2 separate regions of the Capra hircus genome follow, and region 2 is linked to region 1. Evidence: chromatin contacts called from public Hi-C data. All regions are on one chromosome and are shown on one strand. The core of a region is the stretch at or near the end of the contact, and the rest is flanking DNA. Distances in the headings are between cores, read along the strand shown. Region 1 holds the start of ARRDC3 (arrestin domain-containing protein 3). Region 2 overlaps ADGRV1 (G-protein coupled receptor 98).

What was found. Hi-C and Micro-C count contacts between places; a contact is called where the count stands out from the background.
Region 2: a contact with region 1 is called in a Hi-C map of liver, with 3 times the contacts expected there. The contact joins the enhancer-like site here to the promoter of ARRDC3 in region 1. A contact is called at or near these places in 3 of 5 Hi-C or Micro-C datasets (blood and liver).

What each region holds. Positions count from the first base shown.
Region 1 is chr7:19,680,831-19,688,025 of ARS1.2, reverse strand. ARRDC3 (arrestin domain-containing protein 3) reads right to left here and starts at 3,600. Exons shown (of 8, transcript XM_005683433.3): 1 at 3,064-3,600. The coding sequence starts at 3,343.
Region 2 is chr7:19,927,716-19,934,910 of ARS1.2, reverse strand. The region is part of intron 87 of ADGRV1 (G-protein coupled receptor 98); the gene reads left to right. Among named protein-coding and RNA genes, the nearest start is that of ARRDC3, 250 kb to the right of the region's middle. Within about 2 kb of position 4,115, at least 1 of the 5 cell types and tissues checked has an H3K27ac peak or open chromatin away from gene starts, as enhancers often do.

The DNA.
Region 1 (7,195 bases), core at 2,351-4,850:
TTTAACTTTCCCTCAAAAAAGTAATAAATACACACACAAAAAATGATGCTTCCCTCAGAGGGGGGGAAAAAAAGATGCCTATATGTGGATACCTTTTATTCAATAACCATCACGACTCAGTCTTGTCACCAGTATTTTGTTCTTCTCCCCCCACCCCCGTGCAAATTCTCTCTCCTGGATTTCGGCCCTGAAAGCGGCTGATGAGTCCGGGGACATTTAAAACGCTCCCTCCTGAATGCGCCCAAAGTTTGCCTCCCTGTCTCTCCTTTTCTTCCCTTCTCGCTCCCTTTTTGTGCCAGCTCAGCAGTCTCATTGAGGCGAGCGGCGGCGGCGGCCGCGCCGTGGTAAACAAGTGCTGGGCTGTCAATCAAGAACTAGACCGGAGCAGGAGAGGACCGGCCTAAACCGGCGCGAGCAGATCCCAGCCGGCCCGCCCGCGCGCCGCCGCCGCCCGCGCGCCCCGCTATACATACGGCATATGTCGCGCGGCGCTCGCACTCGCGCTCGCACACCCTAGCCTGCTGGCGGCGGGCGGGAGGAGAGGGGGCGGGGCCAGGGCGCCGCAGCGCTTCCGCTTTACACGCCCCAGCCGGTGACCGGTTCGATCTGGCTCGGGCCACCCTGACACCTTTAAATTTGCGGCAAAGGAAATAGGGGCGGGGGCGGCGAAGGGACGCAAAAGCTCGGTGGTGGCGGTGGGGGAACAATGGCGGGGCTGGTGGTGACAGGGAATACTCGCCAAGGCCCCCACCAAACCCTGCCTTCGATGTTCGTGTCACTTTCCCCGTCCCGGCCAGCCTTGGGGGCGCGCTCTCCCCTCAGGGCAAATCAAGGTAGCCCGTCTGGTGCCTGCAGAGACCGGGCAGCATGCTTTTGTTTCAGCTAGGAGGGGGATAGAGCGTTCAAAGGAGCTTCCAACAACTTCTACCTGAAAAACCTGGAAAATGGGGTCCGGCTAACCCGGCCCAGCTAACTTCCCCGTGACAGAGAGAACTGTCAGCTAAAAAGTTGCGCCCAGGGCCACCTGGCACCTGGAAGGCTTGCCTCTCCTCTCGGTTGAAACCTGAAGTCGTCCCTTTCCAGGTCTGCAAGCGAGGTGAGGTGAGGGGGGGAGAGAGAACATTATGTGACAGGAGCCCCGTGCGTTTCCAGAAGCCCGGACAGGGACTCGAGAAGGGGCGGGGGCAGCGGCGGCTCAGGAGGGACCTTTACCGGCGCACGCCGGTTCCAAGCCTCGCCCCAGCCGGCGAGCCCTCTCTCCCCACCCGCCTGCGCCCAATCCAATCAGAGCCTGGCATCGCCTTAGCAACAGGCTAACAAACCCGGCTCCGCCTATCGCCGGCCGCCCGGGGCGGGGCCTCAGTTACCAGGCTAGTTTGAGAGGTCCCAGTTCTAAAGTCATTGAAACTCTTCCAAGCCGAAGAGCTCGTCCATGCTTGTAGGGGTTGAGGGGTGTCCCGTGGCGGGGGTGGGGGGGGGTGCAACACAGTGTTCTTTACTATGAAACCGTGGCGCAAGCAATGAAATTTGTGTTTGTCCCCGTAAGTCGTATTATTATTCTACTTTTACCCCACTGTGCACCTTAACTCCTTAAAAACCTGTTTTTTCTAACTCATCTTAAAAAAAGCTACCAGTCTAGGAAGGATCAAATACAAACTCCTGGGCGTGCTGTTCAACCAACACCGGGACTGTCATTAGGCAGTTCCATTTCTTAAGACTGTCACTGCTTGGAGAGATTAACTAGAAATTATTTCAGTATGCAAATGATCTGTGTGTAACTGAAAACGCAATTAAAAGACTAATTTCATCTTAATACTTTAAAAATAAGCGTTCATGCAGTAATTCAAAGCATCACGTTTCCACCCTTGCCTTAGTTCAATGAGCACTTCCTCATGGGTGTGTATTTTTTAATTAAAAGGTTAAAAACGTGCTCTATTTTTAAAAAAATTTCAACATTCGAACTAAATACTGCATTAAAAAGGAGAAGCACAAAATTACATAACCAGTTTTCACATTATATTCTTCTTGGGCTAGGAATTAAGTCATCGTCACCACCTGACGCGTGTAACCAATCTGCTGAGAGCAGAACAAGCGCCCCTCCTCACCACCCCCCAGAACTGGTCCGAAACAGGATTGAACCGCTTCTAACAAAGGGTGGAAACTTAGAAAAACAAGCTTAGAGTCTCCTATATTTCCACAATGTAACCATTTAAACAATAGATTGGAAATCTCAGGACCCCCTTTCCCTTTGACAACCGTTTATCTTCCTTTTCTAACCAAAAATCAAATCCAATGAGCCGAATACTTTTCAATTCCATTTGACTGGCAGGGGTTTCATTGAATCCACGTTCCAAAGTTAGGCATGATGCTCGGAAAAGAAAATTTCTGACCCTAAATGGCTTTTAAAACTGATTTTTAACACATCATCATGATAGGTGCTGTCCTTTAAAATAGAGAACGCCTGAGTAAATTTCTGAAGGAATTGGAAAGAATAGGGAAAAAACACGTGGGGTGTTCATACCATATGTCAAAATAACCCACAGAAACCCTTTATCGAGAACTACGGTCAATTCTCTAAAAGTCTTTTGCGTGTCAATATTAAAAAATGAAATACACCTATTAACCCACTTTAAAGTGTTATTTCTTCATTGAAGCTTAGTTTTTAAGACCTCAGGTTGCAGCGTATAAGGGAAAAATCTAATATTCGACTGCAGCTTTTAGCAATTCATTTGAAAACATATAAGTAAAATTACTGAGTCGGTTTTAAGCATAATTTATATGTAAGGTTGAAATGGATTCCAAACGTGTATGGCACAAACCAAGCCGGGTATAGAGGTAGTTGAATAAGTGCAGTTTGCAGTCACTTTGCAGATGCCTGCATGCGTTACGGCTTAACACACGATGAATGTCAGGGAGAATCCAAATCTTCTAACTTTGCTAACCTTTATCAAACTGCTATATGTTATGCTAGGAGCAGGATTACATTAATTCAGAAAAATTGAAAAGGCACTTTCCAAAGAAAGGTCTAATAATTTCCTAACAATGTTAAAAAAAAAAACTTACCTCTTTCGTGTCCAATTAAGATGTCTTTATGGTTGAAATATTCTACTTCTTCAGTGTAATTCTGTGTATAGGCAGTATTGGAGCCGGCGTTTCTCGATTCGGTCCAGCGTACTTTCGCATGTCCTCTTGCATGAATTTTAAGAGATTTTACTCTGATTTCCCCCGTAACTTCTAAATTCACCCTTCCTGAGACTGTATCCCCACTAGAATACACAGGGACATTGCTGTCATTAAGACAGTCAAAGCTTATTGTCAAACTCTTTACCTTTCCAAGCACCATGTTTATAACAAAATCTATAAAAAATATAATGTAAGACAAAAAAGTCAAGATCACATATATGATGTGATCCTCACTTAACACTGATCTATGTCTTTGCCGTGCAAAAAGCTTGCAGGCAGATCAGCGATTCTTTACAAATAGTTCATTGAGATTTCTTAAAAAGTCAGGGCAGCACAGAGGCTGCTGGCTGCTCCGCGCTCCTGCGAGTCTCAGTGGTCTCCTTACAAAGACGGGCGGCTGGAAGCTGCCAGCTCACTTTAAGAGGAGCTTTGTGAAAAACAACCCAGGTGCGCATGCGCACGCCGCGGCTGCTGTCGGCCCTCCCAGCGCGCCCCCTCCCGCGCCCGGCTCGCTCCCTGGTTCGTTTGCTCGCTCGCGGGTACAGTAGGTGTAAGCCACGGGAGGAAGACACTGGGGCTGCTGGGAGGCTGAACCAGACTTCTCTGCATTGTGGCCTCCTATTGGTAGGCAGGCTACCGTAAACCCTCGATGTGCTAGCCAGAGTCCCTTATCGAGCACACTCTAGTAGAAAGATGATGGCCGAGGGGGCCACCGGGGGACAAGGTTTGGGTGGGGAGCTGTTTGCAAAGGCCAGTAAGGATAAAACTGCTGAGTGACCGGCCCGAAGCATGCGTTCCCGGCACTGCAGGGTTTTGCCCACTGCCTGGATGGGAGGAGGAAAAAGTGATGTGTGTAGAGAGATGGGGGAAGGGGAGAAACCGGTTGGGCAAGGCCTGGTCGCTGAGCATAATCTTAACGAATTTCAAAAGAAAATGTAATAAAAATCAGAGAAGAGATAATGTTCAGTAGACAAGGGCATTCTTGGCTTGGGTTTTTTTTTTTTTTTTTTAAATTTAAAAAAGACCAGTGCCTTGTAGGCAGGGTGGAAATGACCTAGTCGAGACGTTAGAAGAGATTGCAACAAGGAGCAAAGAAGAGAAGCATCTATGATTTAATCATTATATTTTGCTTTCTCCTCCACTGCTTTCTCTTCCATCTCTTAATTCGATACCAGTGAAAACAACCAAGATGTTTGCTTGATGACACCAGGGGAAAAAAGGTTTGACCACTTCCTCGAAGGAAGAAGCCATCCTTTTTTTGAGACACCACCTACAGCTAGATTTGCAGGGTATGACATGATTGTAACTCCTGTGTCCAGAGGGTTAAGAATAGGATTTGGCCTAAAAAAATACCACCTTATAAAAGGCAGCATGACATAGTGTTTTAGCTGACATAATGTTTACAGCAGCATTGAAAAATCTTTGTTAGAAGTTAGTGAAGCCCAGAGGATGGTTTTTAAAAAAAGAATGATTTGTTATATAACTAGGACTTAATTCTGTGAAGCTTTAATTTTGATTTTCAGCTTTGGACTGTTCAACATAATAATTCACATAATATATCTATCTTAAGGACAAGTACATTTGTCTCTTCATTGAGAATGTTTTGATAACAAATTGGAGTGCTTTCCTGTATCACACTGGGAAGCAAGGCTTAACAGCATAAAATCATCTAGATTGTATGGAATCAATGAAATTACCTGTAAGAGAGAAATGGGGAGAACAGAATATGAATCTCAAATTATGTATACATAACCAAATACTCTTCGGAAGATTTTTGACTGTGTGTAAACTGCTTTATTTTGTGCAGTGTATTAAGATAGGATGAAGCTCTAAATCATGACCCATTGAGCTCATTGGTCTTGCTGTTTTTTTCTTTTTTAATCCAGAAACTCAGTTTTATTTGTTGCCTTTAGTTGAAAGGCAGCGTTTGGGAGTCAAGAGCATTGTATAAATTGCTTACATGGAATATAAATATGCAAACTATTTTGACAGTTAAAACGCTGGACATTTATCTCTGATAGAGCTTAGATGGTTTTGCTGAAAACTATGAATTCGTGTATTTCAATGGTGGTGAGGGGAAATAGTCTTTTTTCCCTCTTGGATGACACCTGGTGGCTTTTCTAGTTGTTCAAATACTTGGGATCTTGTACTGGCCTTGATAACTGATGCTATTTGGGTTTTTCTTGCCACCTAGTGGTAAAAGTGGTGAATTTGTGTTAGCTTAAGGTCAAACTATATATCTAGTGTTCAGATGACTTTGGGCGTGGATTTAAAAGTGAAGTTTATGGTGAGGCCTTTACTACCAGAGTTATTTTAAATTATTAAGGGCCAGTGAGCAGTGGTTGAATTCTTCAGAATTTTTAGTAAAATTTCTCCTTTACTAAAACCTCTTTACTAAAATCTCTTTAGTAAGTTGGAGTATAATTTATTTCTGAAAAAATAAGTCAGCTGTTTAAATTAAGACAACTAGAATTCCATTTAACCAAAAAGAATTCTGAAGAGATTTACTTGTATTTTGGAAAATTGTTTTAGCCCATTAAATGATTCAATCCTGTCATTATATTACATTATTCCTTCTGTCTGAAGCTTTTAGGATATTATAAATCATTCTAGTCATTATTTTTCTACTTCTCTGTTTTCTTTTTACAGTGTCTTCCTAAACGCTTTAGTAACTGACAAGTTGCCAAGAAATTGTTATCCCCTATCACTTTGACTCAAGATCCTACTCACTTACCCTAATTATAACCATTCTTCTCTTTGGATACAGTCATGTGATTATTTCTTAAACACCTAAACTTGAGTTTACTTTTTGCGTTTTGTTTTCCTCCTCCTGTTTATTCAAGCTATAAAACTGTCGGGAACAAACAACACTGGCACCTCTTAATCCCTGCTCGTGTCTTCATTTCTGTGAAAACACTTGGACTAAGTTTTAAATGTTTTGTCTCCTGACTTTTATAACCTCCCCCTTTTAAGACCCCTTATCTCAATATCTACCCTTTGGACAGCTTGAAATGTTGTACTGTTGCCATTGTCTCAGGCTTCTGGACTTGCTGCACTGGGCCCTAATTGTATTTTGTGTTACATTTAAGCTATTCATCTTTACCATCAAGACTCTTTCTTATTGCACCCCTGCCAGCGTCTCATATGCCATCTCTACTCTGCTAACTCTCTATACTCCTGTCAAGTACATCTTCTGTTGGCATTGTTAACTTGTCTCACTGTTGCCAAAATAGAGTTACAGGCTGCTTTTCTGTGCCCAGAAAGACATCCCACTGCTGTGTTGTCTTCTTTCTCTTCCTCTAACCCCTCTACTAGATTCACTCGGAACAGCTGAATAAAATTCTCACTAGGCAGAATAACCAGTTCCTCTTCCCCTTTTTATAGCTTCTTCAGAAATTGTGTAGGAATCTCTTCTTATGGTATTTGTTTCAGGGATTTTTTTTTTTTTTTTGCTCTGGCTTCGTGGCATGTGGGATCTTAGTTCCCTCACCAGGGATTGAACCCGTGTGCCCTGCATTGGAAGCATGGAGTCTTAACCACTGGACCACCAGGGAAGTCCCTTCTTGGATTTTAAATTCCTTGGCTGTTCCACCTTACTATGTAAAGTTTGAAACTCAAGCTCAACAACTCTGTCAATAATAGACAAATGACAATTGCTTTTAAGATATAATATTGAGGCCATATGTCAAAATTACTGCAGAGTCTGGAGTTTTCCATGTATAATATCAAAATGCTGAGTATCATTAAAAGCAAGGCATCTCAACTGAAAGTCTTGTGGTGTGTTTGTAAGAAAACTGTATCAGCTGTCAGAACCTGTTTCTTAAGGAGAAATATGAAGTCCATGCTTACTCCTGATTTTAACACCTGACAGGATTGAGTGCTGTAGAACTAAGGGAGATTCTGTTTGTTTGTTTTTTGAGTCTTAACTCTGCATTTCAAGATTTTGCAACTGTGGCTTACCTTTAACATCTTCAGGCTGCAACAAACTTGACTTTGATTTGGAGATTAGAGG
Region 2 (7,195 bases), core at 2,866-5,365, 250 kb before region 1:
CAGGAGATCTTCCCAACCCAGGGATCGAACCCAGGTCTCCCGCATTGCAAGGGGACTCTACCAGCTGAGCCACAAGGGAAGCCCAAGAATACTAGAGTGGGTAGCTTATCCCTTCTCCAGCAGATCTTCCTAACCTAGGAATTGAACCAGGATCTCCTGCACTGTAGGCAGATTCTTAACCAGCTGAGCTATCAGGGAAGCTTTTCTGGTAGAGCTTATCATTTCTAAGAATTGTGCTGAAAGTTATAGGTGACAACTTTCTTAAAATGTTCAGTCCAAGGTATATCCACATTTGTGTAAACCATTAAAGGAAGTAATTACTAAGTTTGATACTCTGCTGCATCACTAGTAGAACCCTATCAATCATTATACTGTTGAAACGGCTACTGTCTAAACCCCCTGCAAGTATTCCAGGGGACCTGCCAGCTGAAAGGCTAATGCTTGGCTAGACAGAGAGCCTCCAGCAACTGCTCCAGGGCTAGTCCTACAATCTGAGGGGTTGGTACCTATGCCACACTCGAAACATTGAGTGCATCGCACCCAGACTAACTGTGTTCTAAATGCATTTCTATTTTTAACCTGAATCACTCAGCTTCAGACTTAAACACAGTGTATATTCCAGGCTTCTCTAGGGCTCTCCCATTTGCTCAGTCAAAATTTCACCGACTTGATAATCTTCTTTTCAGGGAATCCTGAGTAAGATAATGAGGGTAGCCAGCAGTAAAGAGGCATGAGCTTCTTGGAGATGCCGAAAAATAAGTTTTGGGAGCTGATTCATATACGGAGAAGAACCTTTCCAAAAGCTGAAATGCATTCTTCTTGGAATGCATAAGTTGGCAAGGGAGCAGAACTTTACATAGTATGGGGATATGACACTTCTCAGTTTGTGAGTTATGAGACCACACTCTTCAGAGTCTTACTTGACTGTCTCTGTGTAACTGACTTAAACTTGTTCGTTTATGTGAGCATCTGGTCTCGAGATGCTCCCTGGCAGTTTTTGAGTCATTCCCTATTTCAGAGAAGGCAGTTACAACATGGAATTTGTAGCTAAAAATATATAGCCTGTATTCAAATTTAAGGTCAGCTGGTTAAAATCATTTTCATTCCTAGTCCCACATCTTAAACAGCTAAATGGCTAGGGAAATAAGTGCCTAGTTCTCAGAGGTGGGAACCGTTTATCGTACATTTTAGAAAAGATAATTGTTCTTTGGTGGCCACTCGAGTGCCTTGAACACATAAAACATTTTCCTTCTACTAAAAAATAGTGTTTCTTTTCTTTTTCTCCCTTTTCTTTCCCTCCGTCCTTCATTCCTTCCCTCTCTTTCTGTCTTCTTTCCTCTATTCTTGTGTGGTCTGTGTGTTAATTGTTCATTTGTGTCTGACTCTTTGAAACCCCATGGACTGTAGCATGCCTGGCTCCCCTGTCCATGGGATTCTCTAGGCAAGAATGTTGGAGTGGGTTGCCATTCCCTTCTCCAGGGGATCTTCCCAACCGAGGATTGAACCCAGGTCTCCTGCATTGCAGGCAGATTCTCTACTGTCTGAGCCACCAGAGAAGCCCCTTTCTTCCTTGCTTTGTATCTATCGCTTGTTGTTTTATATTGAAGTTCAGCTTTAAAACTAAAGCCATCTTTCATGAAGAGATTTTCCCAATAAAAGTAGTCCTTGAGGAATCACAAGAAATGGAATATGTTTCCTTTCGCACAAAAAGGTACAGAGTTCTTTGCAAATGGAATAGAAAAGAACATTAATAATCCTCTGTTAATTTTCTTCTCACAATTCCCGTTTAGCATCCAGAGAGCTTCAGTGCAGGTGTCTGCTTAGATCCAGTACATATTTAGTCTTGGCTGCTTCCTTTTGCGGATGAACAGCTCTTGGGAAATACACATTGTTAAATAATCAGTTACAGAGGACTAATTGTTTCAAGGCACTCCCTTTGCGATTGCTTTCCAACAGCCAGCAGTAATAAGAAATGTCACTTTGTTTCCATTGGAGACTAGCGCATGAACTATTCATGAAGAATGGAAAAGCAGTCCTCCCAGAAAGCCCTGGAATAAACATGTAGAAGCCAGGGGAGGTTGGGACTGTATCACTGATTTGTCCCAGAACCATGTCAAGTTCAGTGGAAAAAAATTAACTACACTTGTTTTGGAGAGTGAAATTCAGAAACTAATGAATGCCTTGTGTGCTCTTCAGAACATCCCAGAACATTTCTATAACTTTGCAAATAAATATACAGAAGCTAAGACAAGGAGATACATTTAAATTGTCCTGATTGGGTCATGCCACTCTGTTCAATGTTTAGTAGCATCTGGGCTGACGAAATATTAATATCCTTGGGCTTTCATGCAATAAACTTCTTACTCCATTTGACAGTGAATGACAGCATTACCTTTTCATTAACTTGTTGATTGGCCAAGCAGGGCCCTTCAGACAGACTACAGGATTTTCACTTTTGTTTGTGCTAGGTTCTCCAAATAAAAAGTGTCTGGATCTGATCTGCCGGTTACTGTCTTCTACAAATACAGGTTTAGACATGATGGGCTTGAATAAACTTACCTTTTGATACCTGGTTCCATCCTTGCAAAGCATGTACCCCCATTTCTCCTGCCCCAGTCCTATCTGAGTTTTTTACTTGGTGGCTTTTTCATTTCCAAGTTTTTCCTGTGCCCTCTATGACCACATTTTTTGCATTTTTAACTGTGCTTCTTGGGCTTTGTGGGCCTTTACTGTACCTGCAAAAAGACCTAGCATGCTCTGATTCCAAAATATCAAACCAACAAGAATTAAAGTAAGCAAGAGACATACCACCCCTTGTTAAAAGAGTTTGAGGGGAACAGAGCAAACAATGAACATTTGAGCCAGTTTGTCTCCAGTCATTCAGACTCTTTGCCTTGGTGTTAATTTATCATTTTTCCAGAGTCTAAAACTCTGTTTTTATCTCACATATTACTCAGCTATTGGGGTGGGGAGAATATATTTTTTTATAAATATGTGCATATTTTATAACAGTCTTTCATATTAAGCTGTTAGGTGTAGTAGAAAGAGAATACAATTAAGTGTCTGCCAAATGACTTGGCATCTCTGAGCTTTAGTTAGCTAATACTTTCCAAAGGGAGATGCTGATTCTCACCCTCAGTTTTGTCCTAAGTATTATATAAATTTATATATATGTAAAATTTGTAAACTACAGGATATTTTACAAAGTCCTGTAAGTGAATAAATGGACAAAAAGAAATGTTTGTCTCAGAAAGCTGTACGAGATCAATGAGAGGCCAGAGAGGAAGTTTTGTAAGCGCAGTATTTTTTGTTAATTGAAGCTTAGTTGATTTACAGCGTCATGTTAATTTCTGCTGTACAGCAAAGGAATTCAGTTGTACTTTTTTAAAATCTTCTTTTCCATTGTGGTTTATCCCAGGATGTTGAATGTAGCTCTCTGCGCTAGACTGTTGTTGTTCATCCTTTGTATATACGCTAGTTTGTGTCTGCTAATCCCCAACTCCTTCTTGAGTCCTCCCTCGCCTCCCACTCCCCCAAGCCTGTTCTCTGTGTCTGTCACGGCTCAGTCTTTAAATCCCCTCTTCAGTCGGTGGCTCACCCCGCGAAAGGTCTCGTCCCCTCGTAGGTATTCCCCTGCTGCAGTCCTTTGTGATTATACTCACAGTGCTTGGCTCACAACACAGATCTGTCGTCATCACTTGTCTGCTTTTAAATGTGTAGGACATGCCTCAGGTTTCAAGTAAGTAACCTATGTGGGCAGACAGGTTTATTGTGAGACTCCAAGGATTGGTGGGACTGTAGAAGAATCAAACACTGCAGCCTCCTCCCCAAAGCATGCAGATGAGAAAAGCAAATATTGCGTGGGCCAAACGAAAGTTTTGGCAGGTAAACTCTCATAGGTGGCAATCATGTGCAACTCCTGTATATAAAATTCAATTTCCTTCTCTAAAGAGGGTTTAATTTTTCTTTTGGAAGCCAAGAGGAATATAGGCCAATCAGGTCTTTGGTCCAGGCACTGTGGGTTTCAAGCATTGCGATGGTTAATCCACTTACGGTCTTCACCCTCTCTTGGGGCAAGCACAAAGTTTGTTCAGGGTACCAAAGTGACTCAGCTGAAAGCTGATCATGTTTCCTGGAACTCCTCCTCAGCAGTCTCGGGACACCATTTTTTCATTCCTTAGTACTATGAAACTGCTGGATTCTCTGCTTGGTTTGTGAGCATCTGAGCAGCTGCTTTCTGCTGAGTTTCTTAGCCTTTCAGCCAACATGCAGGCAGCTTCGGCTGTGGCGAACGCCTTTACCATTCCCTTTTTCTTGGAGGTCTTGGCCCCTCAAGTCCTGGGTGCTTCAGTAGGTTTGAACTCTATTTTTTGTCTCTCCAACCTAGTCAGATGGCGGCAAGTCCTGGGCTACAACTTTCTGTTTGGCCTCTGGGCATCTCAATTTGCATTGGAAAATTCCCTGAAGAAAAAAAAGAAATAAACAGCAGTGAATATAGGGCTCCCCGCTCAGTTGGTTGTGCTTTTCTCTAGGATCTTGGTCCCTCGAATACTAGCTGTTTGGATGCCCTCCTCCTGCTGTTTTGATACTGTGTTTGTTGTTGTTTTGTTATTGTGGTTGTGTATCTGAAAGTGCATTCTCCAGCTTGTAGAACTGTGCTCAATGAGAGCTCATCAGATATAAACTCTACTAGAGCCGGGAACAAGTCTCAAATTCATCTCACCAAATTTCTAATAAATGTTTAACATAAACAGAATTCACATTAATAAATGAAGATATTTAAAGCCACTGCAGTTCATTGCGTATCTAATGGATATCTCTTAAAACATATGCACTGGGCTGGTGCTCCTGAGAACATCAATGAGGAAGCCTGAATGAGCATTAGGGTCAACTGTTGAGGTGCGTTTTATGTCTTGTATATCACCAGTATATGTACACACACACAAACACACATAGGTATAGTATTTTTTAAAAACTAAAAACTGAGTAAGGTCTTAGAATTTATAATCCATCTATTGAAAACAGATTCTAAGATGATATTCTGGCTATAGAATCGCCTTACACCTATTTCACAAAATTAGACCAACAGGACAAACAGACAACACAGAAACACTGAGGAGCATCTAAAGGTGCAAGTTCCACAAGGTTACTGCCCTCGGAAACAAGTCTGCCTTCTCAGAATGCGGCTTTTAAAAAAATGCCTGCAAAAATCCTCCTGACAAAACGATTTAAAGGCCTGAATTCAAATATAAGCTGAAATTTTAAAAAATACTTTAGATGGCTCCAGGAAGTCCTCCGTTCTTCATCCTTCAGAATAGATCAATTCTGTGTTGCTGTTTTCCTCTGCCAATATTTTAAATAACCTTCTCCTTAGCTTGAGAAACAGCATGAAATAGTGAGCTGAAAATATTTTGAAATACAGATACTCTCCTACACATTTGTGGCTTAGACAAGTTATTTAATTTTTCCAAAATGGGAATACTAGGATTTACTTTATAAGGCATCTGTGGACGTCAACCAAAAGCAATGTATTTTACAATTTTTAGTCATTTTTTAGTACATAATAGTTGTTTGGTGACATTAACTGCCTTTCTCCTTTCCCTCATGTGACACCATGATTGCATATGAATTTAAGATTATTTTCATACAGAGGCAAACCATGAGCTTCAGACCTTCATAGTGTATCACCGACATCAGTTAGTGGTGTTTCTGTCATTGCTGAGTATTCAGTGTGTGCAGAACCCTGATGATGTCGCAGGCCACATTCCCTAAGTGATCATCTCAATGATCTTATTGGCTGCAAGACCCTAGTTTATTGATACTATATAAGTCTGATATAAACATACAGCCTATTAGTTATAATGTATCCTTTGCTCCATAACTAACATTTTTTTAAAATTTCTAATTGGAGGGTGATTGCTTTACAATGTTGTGTTGGTTTCTGCTGTACAACAACGTGAATCAGCTATAAGTATACATATATCCCCTCCCTCTTGAACATAACTGACATTTTAGGACAACACTTCAGACTCTGTCAGTCTTGGAAACTCTCATCATAAAGTGGTGATATGGTGGATTACATGTATTTTACGTTATTGTTTAAGCCAGTATCGTTAACACTGAAATTTTTAAATCATCCCTTCAAAAAACAGTCTATCTAGAATATGTTTGTATATGTATGTGTTAGGCCACATGTCTCCATGCCTCTGGGCTCAATATATATTTTATAATGAAAATCACAATAGGACTAATATTTATTAAGTCATTTATTATTTATTAATAAGCTTATATTTATATTTATTATGTAAGCTTATATTTATAATATAATATAAGCTTATTATATGGAATTGTATTTATTTCATTTAATATATTTATTAGATTTATATTTATATATTTATAATATATTTCATTTACTATATTTATAATATAATGTATTTATAATATACACTTATATGGAATTGTATTTATTTATTTATTTGTATAATAATTGTATTTATTTATTGATTTCATTTAATTCTTACACACCTAGTAGCTTATCAGTTCCCCCACTAGTCCATGTGATGCTGGCATACTGTGGAACCTCTTATTATTTACTTATTCCACAGAGCCTTAGCAGAAGGCTGTGCTTATAGCAGCTATTCAACAAATGCTTGTTGAATTCAAATTTTTGCTAAATTAAAATGCATAAAGAAGCAGCTTGGATTAAAATGAATCGGTGAGCATAATTAACACATGAATTATTGTTTTGTTATCTTTCACTTATAAAACGACCACATTTCCACAAACGTTCATCTATTTTAACATTGGCGTTCACTATAAAGTCACAGTCTCCCAAAGAAGAGTCTCTGTTTGGCTTAATTGAAGATCTTCACTGGGGTCTGTAGGCCTGCAGTACCATACAGTAGACTCCAGATCAGACGGAAGGTTCCACAGTGAGTATGCTGCCCACAAGTCATCTGCCATCCTTCATTCCCCTAGTTGTGTAATTTAACCAGTCTAGATAAAAGGGACCTTGAGCATCAAGTCAAGTTAGCAAGTCAAGTTCCTCTGGCTTGCTTAAGACGTTTGTAAGCACTGAGAAAATTGAAACAGAAATAAAACACATGATTCCAGCCCTCAAATGCAGAAAAAGCTCTAAAATCACATGTGAAGTTGGTGGCATGTCTGTGGCTCCCATACAGATCCCTAGCTTTCT